Regions from separate parts of the Bos taurus genome. Here region 2 is linked to region 1. The links are chromatin contacts, called in public Hi-C maps. All regions are on one chromosome and are shown on one strand. Each heading gives the region's core, a stretch centred on a gene start, on an enhancer-like site or on the middle of the called end of the contact. The rest is flanking DNA. Distances are from core to core; before and after follow the strand shown. Region 1 holds the start of ADHFE1 (alcohol dehydrogenase iron containing 1). Region 2 holds the start of MYBL1 (MYB proto-oncogene like 1).

Region 1 (3,757 bases), core at 450-2,949:
GCAGGCTCCCGCGGAGAAAACCGAATAATGCAGGGTCCCAGAGTTGTCCTTCACTTGGCATTACCTTCTAGGTCCTTCGCTGCTTTATGCCCCTCCAGGACAAGAAGAGGGGCTCAAAGGGAAGGAAAATTCGACACTGTGGGAGGACACTCCGCTTCTCTTTTTGTTATATAATTTCCAAGCTCTCAGGCTATCTCAATTCATCATTTCTACTCCTCAGTTGTAGTCTGAATTCCACCCCCTCTTGCCTTCTTTGGACCTCCATCTGTCCCCTATGTCCCATCCTTCCCCTTACTTGATCCTTGTCATCATAATTAAGAGTTTCATGCTTAAAACTCTCACCCTCCTCTCCCCTCTGGCTTGCTCACCCTCTGGTTTCTCTCTTCCTCACCCACATCCTGTTGACTTCATTTCCTTGGCCTCCTGAACTCTGCAAAGTTACAGCCAGGCTCTCATCTACACACCTTCTGGGTCTGGCACAATAATTTTGACTTCCTTCCTGGTATCACTGATAAACTGACCATATCTTAGCAAAGGCCAACCTCTCCCCTGCACACTAAATCTCAGCTCTGCTCAGCTTCTCAAAACATCACTACCAACAGTTCTTCCTTTGCTCTCCTGCATCATCAACCCCCTCACCCACTACCCCCTCCCCCCACCCCAACCCAGTTTGGGATTGACATGTACACACTGCTGTATTTAAAAATGATAACCAACAAGGACTTAACGTATAGCAAGTACATAGAACTCTGCTCAATGTTATGTGGCAACCTGGATGGAAGGGGAGTTTGGGGGAGAATGTATGCATGTATATGTGTGGCTGAGTCCCTTGCGGTTCACCTCTGTCTTCACATCCCTCCCTCTCTCCTGCACCCTCTGTCCTCTGCGTTCTGCACAGACCCCTTTCACCCGTGCATGTGCTCAGTGGCTAAGTCATGTCCGACTCTTCGTGACTCCATGGACTGGTCCTTGGGATGTTTCCAAGCAAAAATACTGCAGCAGGTTGCCATTTCCTTCTTCAGGGGATCTTCCCCACCCAGGGATCAAACCCGGCTCTCTTGTGTCAGCATTGGCAGAGATTTCTTTACCACTGTGCCACCTGGGAAGCCCCAACATAAGGACATTGCATTGGCCAGGAATCAGAACCCAGACCTCCCACGTGGAAGGGAAGAATGCTACCACTGAACCAATACCTAACTTCACTGCTATCCCCTCATGCAAGTCTCTGCTAACTTTAAACTGATCCAAAGCCTCTTGTCCTTGTATCCCCAGCACCTAGAATAGTTTCTGATGCATTACCATACACTCAGTATGTGCTGGTTGGATACATGCATTTGTCTTGGTCACTGTGCCAAGCTGTCCTCTGTCTGCCTCGACTGGGACCTGGAGCTCTCCTCTCTCGACCTTAGTTTCAACGGTAGATCAGACGAAGTACAAGCGGCTGCTTTTGGCTCCTTGGCTACTTGGCACACTGACAGCGGAGTCCAGGCCGCCGCGCTCTGCGGTACCGCGTCCCGGAAAAAGATCCGAGGAAGAACGCGCGGGCCCGGGCGGGTCGCTCCCCGGGGGCTGCGTGGGCTCGGCCGCACCCTCGGGTCCCCTGCCTGCCCGCCGCCCGTCCGGCCCCGCACTCACGCTGCGCGTTGCAGAAGCCTCAGCAAGTGCACTACCCGAGAGCGAGCGGCGGCCATGGCTGAGCCGAGTCTTCCTCCCCCCCGGCGACGCCCCCTCCGCCGCCGGCCAATCTCGGCCTCCGCTTCTCCTCCGCCCTCCCCAGCCACAGCGCTTGGCGGCCGAACATTTTCCCACTAGTTGAAGCTACGGCTGCCCCAGCTGCAGTGTCTCATCGTCCACCTTTGAAATTGCCATACAGGTAACTGCTCTGTAGGGTTTTGATCTGCTCTCCTGTCTCTAGATAAAACGCTCTATTTCACAAGGCAAGGACGTGGGGGAGGGAGAAACAAGGGCAGCGCCCCCTCACCCCCTCCCTAAATCCTTTAAAATGCTCTTTTGCCTTAAGTGTATTTTCAGAATAAACTAACACAACTGCATTTAAATTTAACGGTAAATAAGAACTTTGCAAACAGCTCCCCCCCCTCCCCCGACTTTTTTTTTTAAACAAGACTAGTTAGAGAAGGAAATGGCAACCCACTCCAGTGTTCTTGCCTGGAGAATCCCAGGGATGGGGGAGCCTGGGCTGCCATCTATGGGGTCTCACAGAATCAGACATGACTGAAGCGACTTAGCAGCTAGATCAAGTCACAAAACAAAAGCCAGAAAAATTCCCAAACAAAACAAACAACAAAAAATCCCAGACAGCTGAGAAGAATTTAAAAGGTGTTAAATGCTCTATTAACGGTTTGGTTTGGAAGAAGCTGTTCAGGATACCATTATGCTTTCTTTTTTTAATCAATGGTTAAAACTTGCCATGGTTACATGAGAAGGGAGGGCTTACAGCACCAAGTGCTCCAGGCCCCAGTGGAAACGATGATCAGTGATGGCACAGTTCAGCTTTGTCAGAAGGTATGAGACAGTAAGTTGAACATGTGTTTTTAGTAACCTATTATGAAATTGGAATTAATCTCATCTTCATAGCAATTTCTAGAAGTAACATATAAAAATTGGACAATGGAAAAATGAAACAAACTCTCAATTTCCTATCAGGTGTCAGACCAAAAAGCAAGAGTAGGGTGGCTCCCCAGAGCTATAACAACAGCAGAAAAGCCCCCCCATTCTAGATCTGTATACTGTGAATCCTTTTCAGGAGGTATTTAGTTTTACAAAGACGAGTTACTGAAATCTGTTAGGGAAAGACATCCAGGATAACTGTAAATGTTTCACCTCCTAATTAGATCAGCTTAAGGCAATGGCACCCCACTCCAGTACTCTTGCCTGGAAAATCCCATGGACAGAGGAGCCTGGTGGGCTGCAGTCCATGCGGTCTCTAAGAGTCGGGGACGACTGAGCGACTTCACTTTCATTTTTTCCTTTCATGCATTGGAGAAGGAAATGGCAATCCACTCCAGTGTTCTTGCCTGGAGAATCCCAGGGACGGGGGAGCCTGGTGGGCTGCCATCTATGGGGTCACACAGAGTCGGACACGACTGAAGTGACTTAGCAGCAGCAGGTCAATTTGACAAATGAATCAAAAGATAGTAGTAATATTTCAAGTAAGGATTTTGTAGGTTTCTTTCTCTCTTCCCCAAACAGATCCCACTTGAAGCTTTAAAAAAAAAAACCTGCGATATAAATACTGATAAAGATTTAAGTATAAAATTAGGATTAGGACTTCCCTGGTGGTCCAGTGGCCAGGATTCCACACTCCCAATACAGGGGGCCTGGGTTTGATCCCTAGTCTGGGAACTAGATCCCACATACTGCAACTAAGACCCAGCACAGCCAAATAAACAAACATTAAAAAAAAAAATTACGATTGAGGATTATTACCATTATTTAGTGAAGCCCAAATTTATCATTTACAGCAAATTAATGTTTTCAGTGTTGAAAAGCATCAAATTTTATTTTTGAAGGAGACACACTTTCAGTATTATATCTGACACCAAAAGCAGGATGAGTTTTTCTAATAAAAGTTGTCTTGCTGAAATCATAATTTAGCTGCTATGTTTTCTAGAAAGTAAATGAAAATAATCTGTACCAGGTATCCAGGTCATTGGTTTTACTTAAAATGTAACCTTTCTGTTCCCACATGCTTTAGTAAATACACAAACTTGTCATCAAAATGATGCAAAAACCAGCT
Region 2 (3,668 bases), core at 904-3,403, 170 kb before region 1:
GTGAAGTCGCTCAGTCGTGTCCGACTCTTTGGGACCCCGTGGACTGTAGCCCGCCAGGCTCCTCTGTCCATGGGATTCTCCAGGCAAGAATATTGGAGTGGGTTACCATTTCGTTCTCCAGGGGATCTTCCCGACCCAGGGATCGAACCCGGGTCTCCCCGCATTGGAGGCAGACTCTTTGAGTATGTGTACTCAAATACTGTGCACCACTTGAAGCCCCCATTTTGTTTTTTTGTAACTAATTTACATGAATCTGCAATGTTACCTTTCTGAGGAATTATATTTTTCTCTATCTCTAAAATGAAAAGAATTCGCTTTGCTGTCAAAATCTAAAATAACTCTCTTCAAGCTCTAAAATAGTATTCTGTATAAAACCGACTACAGCCTAAAATATAGCAGAAACTCTGTTTCTTGTTAGGATGTAAATAAGCGGAGTAATGCATGGCCCAGGAGTAAAGAAAACATTGTTTTCAAAAGACATTACTTTCTAAATTAGGTTTTCTTTTTTAAATGAACTAGCGACATACTAAGGAATGATTTGAAAGAAAGGCTGTTTTACCTTACCAGAATCCATACTTTGAGAAAAAGGAACTATAAAAAGCCAGGTGTTTTTAAGTTTTGAAAGTAGTGCATGCAAGCTCTTCTTAGTACACATTTGCACCTGCATCTCTGATTTGCAAAAACTGATGCGTAAATTTTCAAAATAGCAAAATATAAATCTGTTACAATATTAACATGTGGTTTCGTGCTCTATGCAGTAGAGCATGTTACCTTGCAAATTTGCATCCTTTACCATTTCTAATCGTTACTGTAGTTAATCTACTTTCATGCTGCTTGAACTGAGCATTTCGTGGGTATTAGACTTGAAACCTCTAGAGTAGTTGTAACTGCTAGAAGGTCCTGCAGTGCGGTTCCCCACTTCCTCCCGGCTCTCTTGCGAGAGAAGGTCACCTTCTACCGTTGACTACTCATTTATCTGGGCGAAATTCCCAGTCCGCTCCTGTCTTCCTGCATTCTCCTTCTGGACCAGGGCTCCTTCACCGAGCGCAGCAGTTATTTCCCGAAGAGTCGGAGAGGAGATTAAAGTACTTTGAAGGCCAGCCGCAGACCCGGATTATTTCCCTTTCCCGTTCCATGTGTCCAACTAAAAACTTTTTCACCTGTCACACTCCTGCTCCTTCCCGCTACAGAGTCTTCACTAGATCAGTAGTTACAACGTCTGGCAAAAAAAAAAAAAAGCTCGCATTTTTGCTTAAACAGTCACGGCCGCGCAAATTTTATGGTTAGGTTTATCTCAAATCCAAAGACTGAGCTTCCTAACTAGTGATGAGGGATGCCCCCGAGAACTGAGGAGCTTTGGCCGAGAGAAGGTTGCGGTGAACGGAACTGCTCAACATCCAGAGACACCGTCCGCGATCCCGGAGAAGCTTGGATTCTGGCTGCCGCTTCCGGACACGCCTCTCGGAGAGCCTGGAACTCACTTTCCCAGCGGGCCCCAGCGCGGCCCTTGGCGCCCCGCCCCTTCGGGTGCGGCGCTCGGCGCGGTCCGGGTCCTGTCACAGCAAGACCTTTGAGCCTTGCCCACGGCCACACCCCCTGGCTCCCAGCTCCTTCCCGGACTCCCGCGAGTTCCAGTCCCGGCTTCCAGCTCCCCAGCCCCGCCCTCAGTCGCGCGCGCTCTCCCCGCCCCGCCCTTGTCCCCCCGCGTGCGGCTACCACAGCCAATGAGGTTCGGGGCCGCGTGCGCAGATTCAAACGGCGGCTCTTGAGGGAGGCTGGGCGCGAGATTCGGCGGTGCGGACAAAACCCTGCAGGGAGACTACGAGTCCTGCAGAGCTGCCCGCTGCGGGGAGAGGGCGGGGGTCGGCGCCCGCGGCAGAGCCGCGCTGGGACCGAGGCGAGGAGGCTAAGAGGCGGCGGGAGGGGCCAGGGGAGGGCAGGAGCGCGCCTGCTGACATGTTGGGGGCATCCCTGACCGGGCAGGGCCGGGGCTAAGAAGCAGAGCTGCGGGCCGGGGGCGGGTCGCGGTCCGCCCCTCCGTCCCTCCGTCCTGCCCTGCCGGGGACCTGCGTTCCGCACTCGGTCGGCCTCGGAGCGGGAGCGAGGGAAGCGGCGGGGGAGGGTCGGGGAGAAGGAGCATTCGCCCGAGGCTGGAGGAGGCTGACCCGCGTCCCCGCCCAGCCCGCGCCTATGCGGTACTTGAAGGATGGCGAAGAGGTCGCGCAGGTGGGTGACATCCCTTTCGCCCAGGCCTGTGGGCACAGCCTCGGCTCAGATTCCCTTTCCTTTCCCTCTGAGTCCCCCCCCCCACCCCACCCCCCCGCGCCTACCTGGGCCCTCCGAGGCCGGGGCAGAAGTTTTCCTTCCCGCTGCGCTACAGCCGCCTCGGCCCGCTGGCCAGAGCGCAGCCGTGACGTGTGGAGAGTTGGGGACCAGGGCATTTCGGACTCAGAAAGTGAGTTACAGATGCCCAGGCGGCTCCTTGGAGTCGATTCTCCCCCAGCATATGTCCAGCTCCCCACTGTCCCACAGCCACTTCTTGGGATTTGTTGGCAGGTAAGTCGGTGCGCTTTCAGGGAATACGCTCCGCACCGGAAGGTGGTGGTGTCCTACCCGGACGGCCTGAAAATGCTGTTCCTAGGGCCTCTTACTCTCTGGATTCCTGAGCCAGTTACAAACGGGCTCTGTGATATACCTGGGTTGGGGACCCCTCTGCTACCTTGAAAGGTGTGGAAGTCCTCTGAGATATAGCTGAGGAGAGAGTACTTTTTTGATGTCTACTGTGATTACCATACCCATGGTCGCAGTTTCCTTCTACTGGGAAGATGTCACACTGTTAACACCAGTAACTTGATCTTAAAATAAAACAATGTGTTTGATTCACTTAATATTTTGTGTGTCCGTTGGACTCTGACTGTACTTGAGGGTTGCATAGAGGTAGGGCATTTCTTTGGTGGTGGTGGTTTTGGAAAACTTGCTAGGATGAATTTATGCATTTCGGTTTTATTTAAAGGTCACTGTAGTAGCTACTCGTAGACTTAGTGTGTAGGAATCACTCATATGACAAAAAACACTAGGGTGTCTTTTAGTTGTCAGTATTATTCAGTAAATATGAAAAGTTGTTTGACAGCGTTTCCAAACAGTTTTATCTGGATCCACAACTTCAAAGTCTCAACTAGAAGTGTTTTTCCCAAGTTGAAATTTAGTAGTAACTTCATTCATTGCAGATGTCTGTTAAAAATTGTCAACAGTCACACCATAGTATTTGTTGCTCTATTCATTTATTAAGGATCTGCTGTCTGTAAGGTATTTTTGCAGAAATCAGCATAGAATGTAATTAAGTCCCTATTAGATTATTATTTTGTACCAACTACAGAAGAGATCAAACTTTTGAAGTGGAACAAACACACACACTTCTCTTGTAGAGGATTTTCAACTTAGACACTGTTGATACTTGGGATCAGATAATTCTTTGTATTGGGAAGGCAGTGGTGGGGGCAGTGGGGAGTGCTGTCCTGTGCTTTGTAGAATGTCTAGCAGCATCCCTGGCCTCTGTCCCATGGATGTCAGTAACACCTCATTTCCCCAGGTGTGACAATCAAAAAATGTCTTCAGACATTACCACCGAATGTCTGTTGAAGGGCAAAATCACCCAGGTGAGAATTACT

The links. A called contact is a pair of places that touch in the nucleus more often than the background predicts.
Region 2: a Hi-C map of liver shows a contact between it and region 1, with 2.8 times the contacts expected there. The contact joins the promoter of MYBL1 here to the promoter of ADHFE1 in region 1. A contact is called at or near these places in 2 of 11 Hi-C or Micro-C datasets (liver and an unstated tissue).

Annotation. Positions count from the first base shown.
Region 1 is chr14:30,688,561-30,692,317 of ARS-UCD2.0, reverse strand. ADHFE1 (alcohol dehydrogenase iron containing 1) reads right to left here and starts at 1,699. Exons shown (of 14, transcript NM_001101887.1): 1 at 1,636-1,699. The coding sequence starts at 1,691. It overlaps RRS1 (ribosome biogenesis regulator 1 homolog), which reads right to left. Exons shown (of 1, transcript NM_001075481.2): 1 at 3,493-3,757.
Region 2 is chr14:30,860,748-30,864,415 of ARS-UCD2.0, reverse strand. It overlaps MYBL1 (MYB proto-oncogene like 1), which reads left to right and starts at 2,153. Exons shown (of 16, transcript NM_176635.4): 1 at 2,153-2,226. The coding sequence starts at 2,207.